2 separate regions of the Mus musculus genome follow, and region 2 is linked to region 1. A link is a contact called in public HiCAR-type data. All regions are on one chromosome and are shown on one strand. The core of a region is the stretch at or near the end of the contact, and the rest is flanking DNA. Distances in the headings are between cores, read along the strand shown. Region 1 holds the start of Lrrc52 (leucine rich repeat containing 52). Region 2 holds the start of Ccdc190 (coiled-coil domain containing 190).

The links. HiCAR-type assays count read pairs that join an accessible place to other places.
Region 2: a HiCAR-type map of astrocytes shows a contact between it and region 1, with 3 times the contacts expected there. The contact joins the promoter of Ccdc190 here to the promoter of Lrrc52 in region 1. A contact is called at or near these places in 2 of 39 promoter capture datasets (both in liver) and 1 of 115 datasets of contacts at active chromatin or transcription factors (astrocytes).

The regions. Positions count from the first base shown.
Region 1 is chr1:167,465,423-167,469,519 of GRCm38.p6, forward strand. It overlaps Lrrc52 (leucine rich repeat containing 52), which reads right to left and starts at 1,358. Exons shown (of 2, transcript NM_001013382.3): 1 at 671-1,358. The coding sequence starts at 1,292.
Region 2 is chr1:169,926,586-169,930,306 of GRCm38.p6, forward strand. It overlaps Ccdc190 (coiled-coil domain containing 190), which reads left to right and starts at 2,354. Exons shown (of 4, transcript NM_001033185.2): 1 at 2,354-2,418; 2 at 3,334-3,575. The coding sequence starts at 3,389. It overlaps Gm39699 (a long non-coding RNA gene), which reads left to right. Exons shown (of 3, transcript XR_865723.1): 1 at 1-107; 2 at 1,236-1,444; 3 at 1,725-2,003.

The DNA.
Region 1 (4,097 bases), core at 108-2,607:
TAGCTTGGAACTCTCCCCAGGTAAGTCTATAACACCGGACTCTCCCAGCTTGGCACTTTCCTGTGAGCTCAGCATTTTGAAACAAGTCTATCAAAGGCTTTCCTTCTGTCCTCTGTCTTTTGCTGTCCCCGAGGCTCCTGTGCACCCCACCCCTGCCACACCCGTGGAACATTCCCTGAGCCCTGTTGGATTCTCCCTCACCTGTGAAGGACTGAATTTATTTTAGACCCTGGAAAAATTCAGTCACGGCATTAATCAGATTAACACAGTTTACCCAGGGGAGCCCAGTGCCCTTGAATTACTTTGTAACTTTACAATTACAGTACACATTTTGTATCATTTACATACACATTTTGTTGGCTACAATTCTGCAAATTATGTAATATGTACCGGTTTTATGGAATGGAAAACAGGTGCAGAGAAATGAGATTTTTCTAAAGGCACAGGAGTGGTAGGTGACATGTTTGAGTTCTGAATTCTCATTCTAGAACTATTGCTATTAAGCATTATTGCCTCTCCAGTCAACCCAAGGAGGGGGCCGGGCCAAACAGTGACGGTACTTTTTAACCATCTCACACAGCTTTCCCTCCATCCCGATCATCTTTTGACTACCCCTCTCAGAAACCAGTCCCTCCCATGGCATGGCACCCACTGCCAATCAACCCCTTACCTGGGTGGTCCATATGGGACACTAATAAGTGGATGGTGAAGTCCAGGAAGGAGCAGTTGCATATCCAGGGGTTCCCACTTAGGTACAGAGTCTGGAGCACCACCAGGTGGTGGAAGCCATTATGGTCGATGATGTGCAATCCGGTGTTTCTGAGGTCCAGGTACCTCAAAGACGTGGTGTTGGCAAAGACGTATTTGTCAAGATACAACAGGTGAGGGTTGTGTGAAATGTTCAGCCGCACCAGGTTGGTGAGCACTGAGAAGCTGAAAGGGGAGATGGAAGTTAGGTTGTTGGAGCTGAGGTCAAGGTAGATGAGTCTGAAGATCCCGATGAAGGTATAATCCATCACCTCTCGAATCCGGTTGTTCTGACAGTCCAAGTAAACGAGGTCACTGAGGAATCCCAGCTGCAAAGCTGGTAAACTAGTGATTTTGTTATTGTTCAGGTATAGTCTCCGGGTGTTCAGAGGAATATCAGCTGGGTATTCCGTTAGGTGCAAATCTATGCAGGCTACTTCTTGGTCTTGACACACACACTTGTTTGGACACTTGGACCCTGATACCAACCCCATTCCAAGAGAAAAGAGTAACAACTTGGAGCTAGGGCCTGAAGCAAGGGACATAGTAAGAAGCCAAGGTTCCCCTCCTTCTACCTTCCTGAGGGCGGGTACAAGCTGTCCTTCTGATCTGAAGGCTGCCGAGGGGTGGGGCAGGGCAGGGGATGGGTGCTGGAAAAAACTGTAACACTCTAGCTTTGTGCAAAGCAATTTTCCATTACAGGAGAACTGAACAGAAGTTGAAACACGAGGCCCAGTGCCCTGCTGCCGGCTTGGTGGCTCTGCTACTTGCTCAGTCCGAGTGCTGTTGGAAGCTCGCCCACTTGGCAGCTCTGAAAGGTCTCACCCTTTCCCTGCCTTTGTAAGTGAAGGGGAGCCAGGGGAGAACCGCATGACAATGAGGTTGCCAGTTGACACTTTTGTGATGTCAGCAGCCTCGGGAGACTCTGAGGCAGAGGGAGAGAGGTTTCTCACCTCTCCTTCTGGGTGGTCAGGGGTGTTTTGTGTATGTAGGTAAGCTTGCTCTCTGGAGGAGTCAGGCATGCAGGTGTGGGGGGAACACACATGAGGGCCCTGTGTGCAGGTGTGTGCCAGGGCATTCTTGGAGTGTTCATATCAGCTCCACACGGAGGTGTCAGAGAGGATTTGGCCAGATATAAGCCCTTAGTCCATTCCTAGTGGGAACCTGGGATGTCTCCAGCCCTATCATCCTTTCTGGTGATCAGCTTTTAGAGCAGACCGTTTCCTGGTTTCTAAATTTTGAGGGATGTCAGTTGTTTTTAGAAGATAGGAAAGGGGTTTGCCTCTTTTGTAATAAATCCTCTGATAAGGTGAGACTCTTAAGATTTTATTTCTAGGTTTTATACATCCTTGTCTACATTTGGATTGTGTGTGTATGTGTGTGTGTGTGCACACATGCATGTACACATTCTTATTTTAAAAAGACTTTTTTGAACAGTAAGTTATTCCCCTTAAAACAAAGCCCAAACGCAGAATAAAAACCTGTGAGTGTGATAATATGAATCATTTCTTATGACTTGTGTTTTTCAAGGAGTTTAAACACAGCGAGTACAGGTCTAGTGTTTCTACTGTGAGTTTCTGCTCATTAAGTGCTTGACAGATGAAAGGAGTCTCTAGAGGAATGGGGTCTGGGGTGTATAACTCTCTCTGTGGGGGAAGGCATGAGGTCAGAAATGAAGATGAAGCACCTCAGGAGTTAAAATGGGTTATTTATGGAAAGCAGTACCTTATTCTTTAAAAACCTTCACATATAATGTAGGTGGGAATATTAATAGCTCAATGAAACTTGTATTTAGCTTAGCATAGCGCCTGGCACTAGGCATTTAATAAATACTTATTGAATGAATGATGCGTGAATGTCTCTGATGGCTTGCTTCCTTTTCTTGCTTCTCTGCCAAGAGAGAAATGAATAAAGTCGAGTGGATTCATGGCTAGTTAGCTAATGCTTGGTTATGTTTCCTGACTCAGCATTTCTCGGGTGACTGGCTGGGAATTAACGTGATGACTTAGGGATGTTTACTAAATTGAAAGTGACCTTCTTCAGGCAGAAATCTCAAACACTTAATGTAATGACTTAAATGATAGTTTTCCCAATTGAAGCAAGATTTAATTGATAGGGAAGCCAACCTTTCTTTATAATTAAAAAAAAAAATCAGTTAAAAAAAACATAAACAAGTCCCTCCCTCGATCTTAGAACATTGCATCTGAGATAAATTTAGAGCATCTAGTAGAGTCTTCACTGTATCATAGATTAGTCTTCACAGTGGCCGTACTCTCTGGGAGTGCAGCAGCGTGTGATGCTCAGGTTGGGCATCCTAGGACACTCTGGGAGATGTTCCCAGGAGTGATGGTCCCTGACTGACCTCCAGAGCTTTCAGAATGCTCCTACTGTGTCTCTCTACTCTTTGTTTGATGAATGTTTTAATTACAGTGTGTGTATGTGTGCATGAGTATGTGCACGTGTGTGTGTGTGTGTGTGTGTGTGTGTGTGTGTGTGTGTGTGTGGGTGTATGCGTGTGTGTATTTGGGCACGTGTGTGTTTGTGGGGAATGTGTGCATGGACATGACTGTACATGGACGTCAGAGGGTAAGTCTCAGGAGCTCTCTTCCACCGTGTGGGCCCCAGGGACTGAACTCGGGCCATCAGGCTTGGTAACAAGTGGCTTTACCTCGTAAGCCACACCACCAGCTCTTCCACCTTTCTTTTACACCATTCTCCCTCTTAGAGTCTTCTTTCCCTCAGAGGACCATGACTCCAGGTTTCTGCATTTCACTTTCCAGCATTCTTGACTCCAGGACAGGAGCATCAGACCTGGCCTTACCTGTTTGACCATACTATGACAAGCACGCTCCCCTTCAAAAGCCTTAGATAAATAAGCCACGCTAAAGGTGACTGAGTGGCACTAACCAGCTACACCTAACTCCCTGGAATGGCCAACCTCAGGCATCCCCTTTGTTTGAGGTAGCTAAACAGTTTCTAATCCTGAAGCCTCAGGACTCATGGATGCATAGCTGCCTTGCTTCTGGTGCTAAGGGAAGTTGACTTGGGTGTATTTTTATTTGCCTAGGAAGAAAGCAATGAGAAATCTAGATGCCAGTGTATTAAATGTGTGAATGGGGCCAACCGAGGACTTACGTGGAGTTAGCAATCAGTGGTACACAGGCCAATACTTGTTTTTTTTTTTTCCTAGCTGTTGAACATGGGTTCATAGTTAAAGAAGGTAACATTTTGATGACTTTGGTATAAGAGCCACTCAGGGTATCCCATTCACCCCAGATGTTGATCCAGTCCAGCTCTTCTTAAACAGAGTCCTCACCGAGAGAGTGGCTGTGGGCCAAGGGCCAACGGAA
Region 2 (3,721 bases), core at 1,104-3,603, 2.5 Mb after region 1:
CGGAAGCCACCAAACTGGCCTCAGTTGCTATGGATTATTAATCATGCCTGCACGTTGCTGTCTGTAAAAAGCCCCAGCCTGCTTTAAAGATCCCTTCTCGTCTGCAGGTCAGTCCTCCCCTCCGTGCACTACAGGGGTAGAGTGGGAATGTGTGCATGCACATGTGCGTGTGTGTATGGGGGTTATACATCTTCACATGCATGTGTGTAGTGGCCAGAGATAGGCATGAAGCGCCTTCTTCAGAAACTTTTCACCTTAGTGTTTGGGACAGACTCCCTCATATAACCTAGACTACATTAATTTGCCAAGGCCAGCTCTGAGGATCTGTCTGGTCCTCCCTCTTCCTGTGGTGGAGTGGAGTTAGAGCCATACACCACTGTGCCCACCCTCTTCCCATGGTACTGGAGGTCCAAATTCATGTTCTCATGCTTGTGGGGCAAACACGTGATTGAGCCATCTCCCCAGCCCCGAGGTGCTCTTTTTGATACCTCTGTTCGCTTGTCTTTCTGACCCTACCCAGTCTAAGGGACTAGGAGGAGAGTCAAAGTACAGGTGCAAGGTCTGTTTCCAGCATTGCTGCTGCACTTGGTGTGCTCCAGTTTCACAGCTTCTGTGCTGTCTCCATTGAAGCACGTCTCCTCCAGCAAACAGACATACCACGGGTACCTAATGGTTTCCACTCCCGCATACGAGCTGGTACCTCCCAAGCACTCTCAAGAGGACCAGAGGACTACCATACATGCCACATTAACTGTGTGGTTAATTCTGCAAGCTTCTCCCCATAGGCACTTTCTCAAGATGACACACCAATTGTACCAGAAGTGCCACAATGAGGTCAGCTCTGGGGTACTTGGATAGCCCTGGGGCTAATTATATCTGCTGTTAATTCCTTCTCCTGTGAGGAGTTTTGAACAAGGAATGAGTCAGTACTCAGGTGACTTCCTGTAAATCTGCTTTCCCACCTTAATTTGTAAAATAAAGGAGAGCTGATGATTGGGCAGATAAAAGGGAAGGTGGAGCAGAAGGTGAGGGAGAGAAGAAGGAGAAAATGGAAGAGGGAGAGGACACAGAGGAGGAGGAGGAAGAAGAAAAGCAGAGCAGAAGAACATGGCTTGGAGAAACTACAAGTTCTAAGGGGTCACATAGATGTGGAAGATGGTAGTGTAGGGGTTGATCTGCCCAATCTAGGTGCACAGCATGGATTCATATTAATTGAGTTGTGCTTTCATTGCCAGGGCATATTTGGGCTGGATATTTACCGCTTCATGGGGGCAACAAAGCTCTGTTGCTATGCACTTCACCAGGCCTGCCGATGGGGACTAGAGTGCCAGTTTCCCTTATGCGGCACCCCACTTTCTGTAGTAATTGTCTTGGAGATTGTGCCCTACTTGTTTAAATCCTGGAGAGGAAGAACTTGTGCATGGGAGAAGCACTGGCTGGGAAGGTATCATTTCCTACTTAGAGAACAATGACCCGCCCTCCCTCTCTCACCTCCCCAGTAATCTCTTTAGAATAGTTTGTTTGCCGGGTGGTGATTGTGGGTAGTAGGGGCTGCTTAGCTGCCTTTCATAAACTGGGATTACTGGGCCCCAGTGTTGGCAGCTGTCTTTAGACTGTGGAATCTTACTGCCTCTCATTCTCAGAAGGATCCCCAAGGAAACAGTTAGAGTCCCATCCAGTATCTTCGTCTATAACCCATAGCTCAACTCTATTCTCTGCTGCAGCTCTCCAAACGTGAAGACAAAAGTTGATTCAAAAATATATATCACTTCATCTCGTGCTGTGTCCAAGCCTTTGAAAATCTAAATAAACTTTGAAATGCACCGAACAAGGCTGGAAGACTGGAAACACCCAGCGTGGAGCGCAATAACGTAGAATAAGCAAATTCAATGCCTTTCTGTGCAAAATGTGCCCAGTCATGAATGGGAAGGCAGGGTGCTTTCTTTTGGTTTCCAAGAAGCCAGAAAAGGGGTGGGAGATGGGGCGGGAGGAGGGGCAGGGGCAGGGGAGGTAGAAGCGAAGCAGAGGGAGGTGGAAGAGAAGAGACTGGTTACAAACAGTGAGGGACTCTTGGCTTTCATTCTTGGCTCCCATGGACACGGCCTAGGAGCACCGCAGGCCTCCCTGGGGAGGGCTGGAAGTTGGCAAGCTTCCTTTATCCTCAAAACAAGTTAGAGATGTGGCCTCTTCAAGAGCAAATGGGACCCAAGGCTCGAGGAGTCGACGGCATTCCTAACCAGGGGTCGCAGGAGGAAAGGACAGAGCTTTCGAGTGTAACTAACCTTCTCCTGGCCCCGCCCCCTTCCAGCCCCCTTCCCCACCCTCACCCCCCTTTACACAGGCTCACACGCTTAGTGAAGAAAACAAGCTTGGAGCCAAAGAAACAAAGATTTTCCTGGTGAGGAGCTGGGTTTGCAGGTAAGTGCTACCCCCTGTATTTTTGGGTGAAGCTTTAATCTATACTTCAGAATCTAAATCAAACTGACTCGAATTCGGCTCTTAAATTAGAGCTGCCTTGTGTCTGGCCTTAGCCCCACCCCACCCCCTTTTTTGACATTTCAATTTTTTTTTCTTATTCACTTTACATTCCACTCACTGATCCCCCTTCCCTCTCACCTCCTCCCACAATCCTTCCTTCCTTACCCCCTTCTCCTCTGAGTGAGTAACCCCCTCCACCCTCTTCCCCCTACCCTGGCACTTCAAGTCTCTGAGAGGCTAAGCGCCTCCTCTCCCACTGAGGCATCCCAGCTGAAAGAGCACATCCCACATACAGGCAACACCTCTTGGGACAGTCCCCCGCTCCAGTTGTTTGGGACCCACATAAAAACCAAGCTGTACACCTGTTATATATGTGCAGAGTCCTGGTCCAGCCCATTTACGGTCTTTGATTGGCCGTTCAGTCTGGGAGAGTCTTGAGGGTGCAGGTTAGTTGATTCTGTTCATCTTCCTGTGGAGTTCTTATCACCTTAGTGGCTGTAAACCTTCCTCCTATTCTTCCATAAGAGTCCCCAAGCGCCATCCACTGCTTGGCTGTGGGTGGATGCCCTTCTTTAATGCTAATCTTTTCCTGAACTACTACCACCAATACCTAAGGGAGAGCACCTGACCTGACTGACCACTATCCCGCATGCATTCTGTGTTGTAGCCCTGAGGTGAGTATTGGCAGGGACTCTCGTTCCTTCCTGAGAGTGCTACTGGAGTTAAGAAGGTAGAGGTGTGGGTTTGGATGTGGAGACTTCATCTGACTAGGCAGTTTAAGATTTAATAAAATTAGATTTCAAACTAATCAGTGACCAATGACCAGAAGCCACCATGCTGACCTTGTTCTTTCAGGTTATCTGTGGTCCCTGGAGGACACTGGCTTTACTGTCACCCACGCGTGAGGAAGATGGACAGAAGCATGGTGAAGGGACCTCTGTATAAGCAGTTTGACTTGGAGAGAAAGAGTGCCAGGCAAGCAGAAGCCAGACTCAGCCTTAGACTGCAAAGGCTGGAGATCATCTGCCTCTATCACGTGAAATCGCTAGCCAGGGAGCAGAGACAGCTTCAGAAAGAACTGCAGCGCCTGCAGCAAGGTGAGGCTCTGTCATGAGTGGCAATGGGCCCCCACTTCCAGTCCTAAGGAGTAATTTACTGGGGGAGGTGGGGGAGGGCACAGCCCCCGCCTCACGGTGGGATGCTCATTAACATTATCAGGTAGCTGCGTGTTTATAAGATCGAT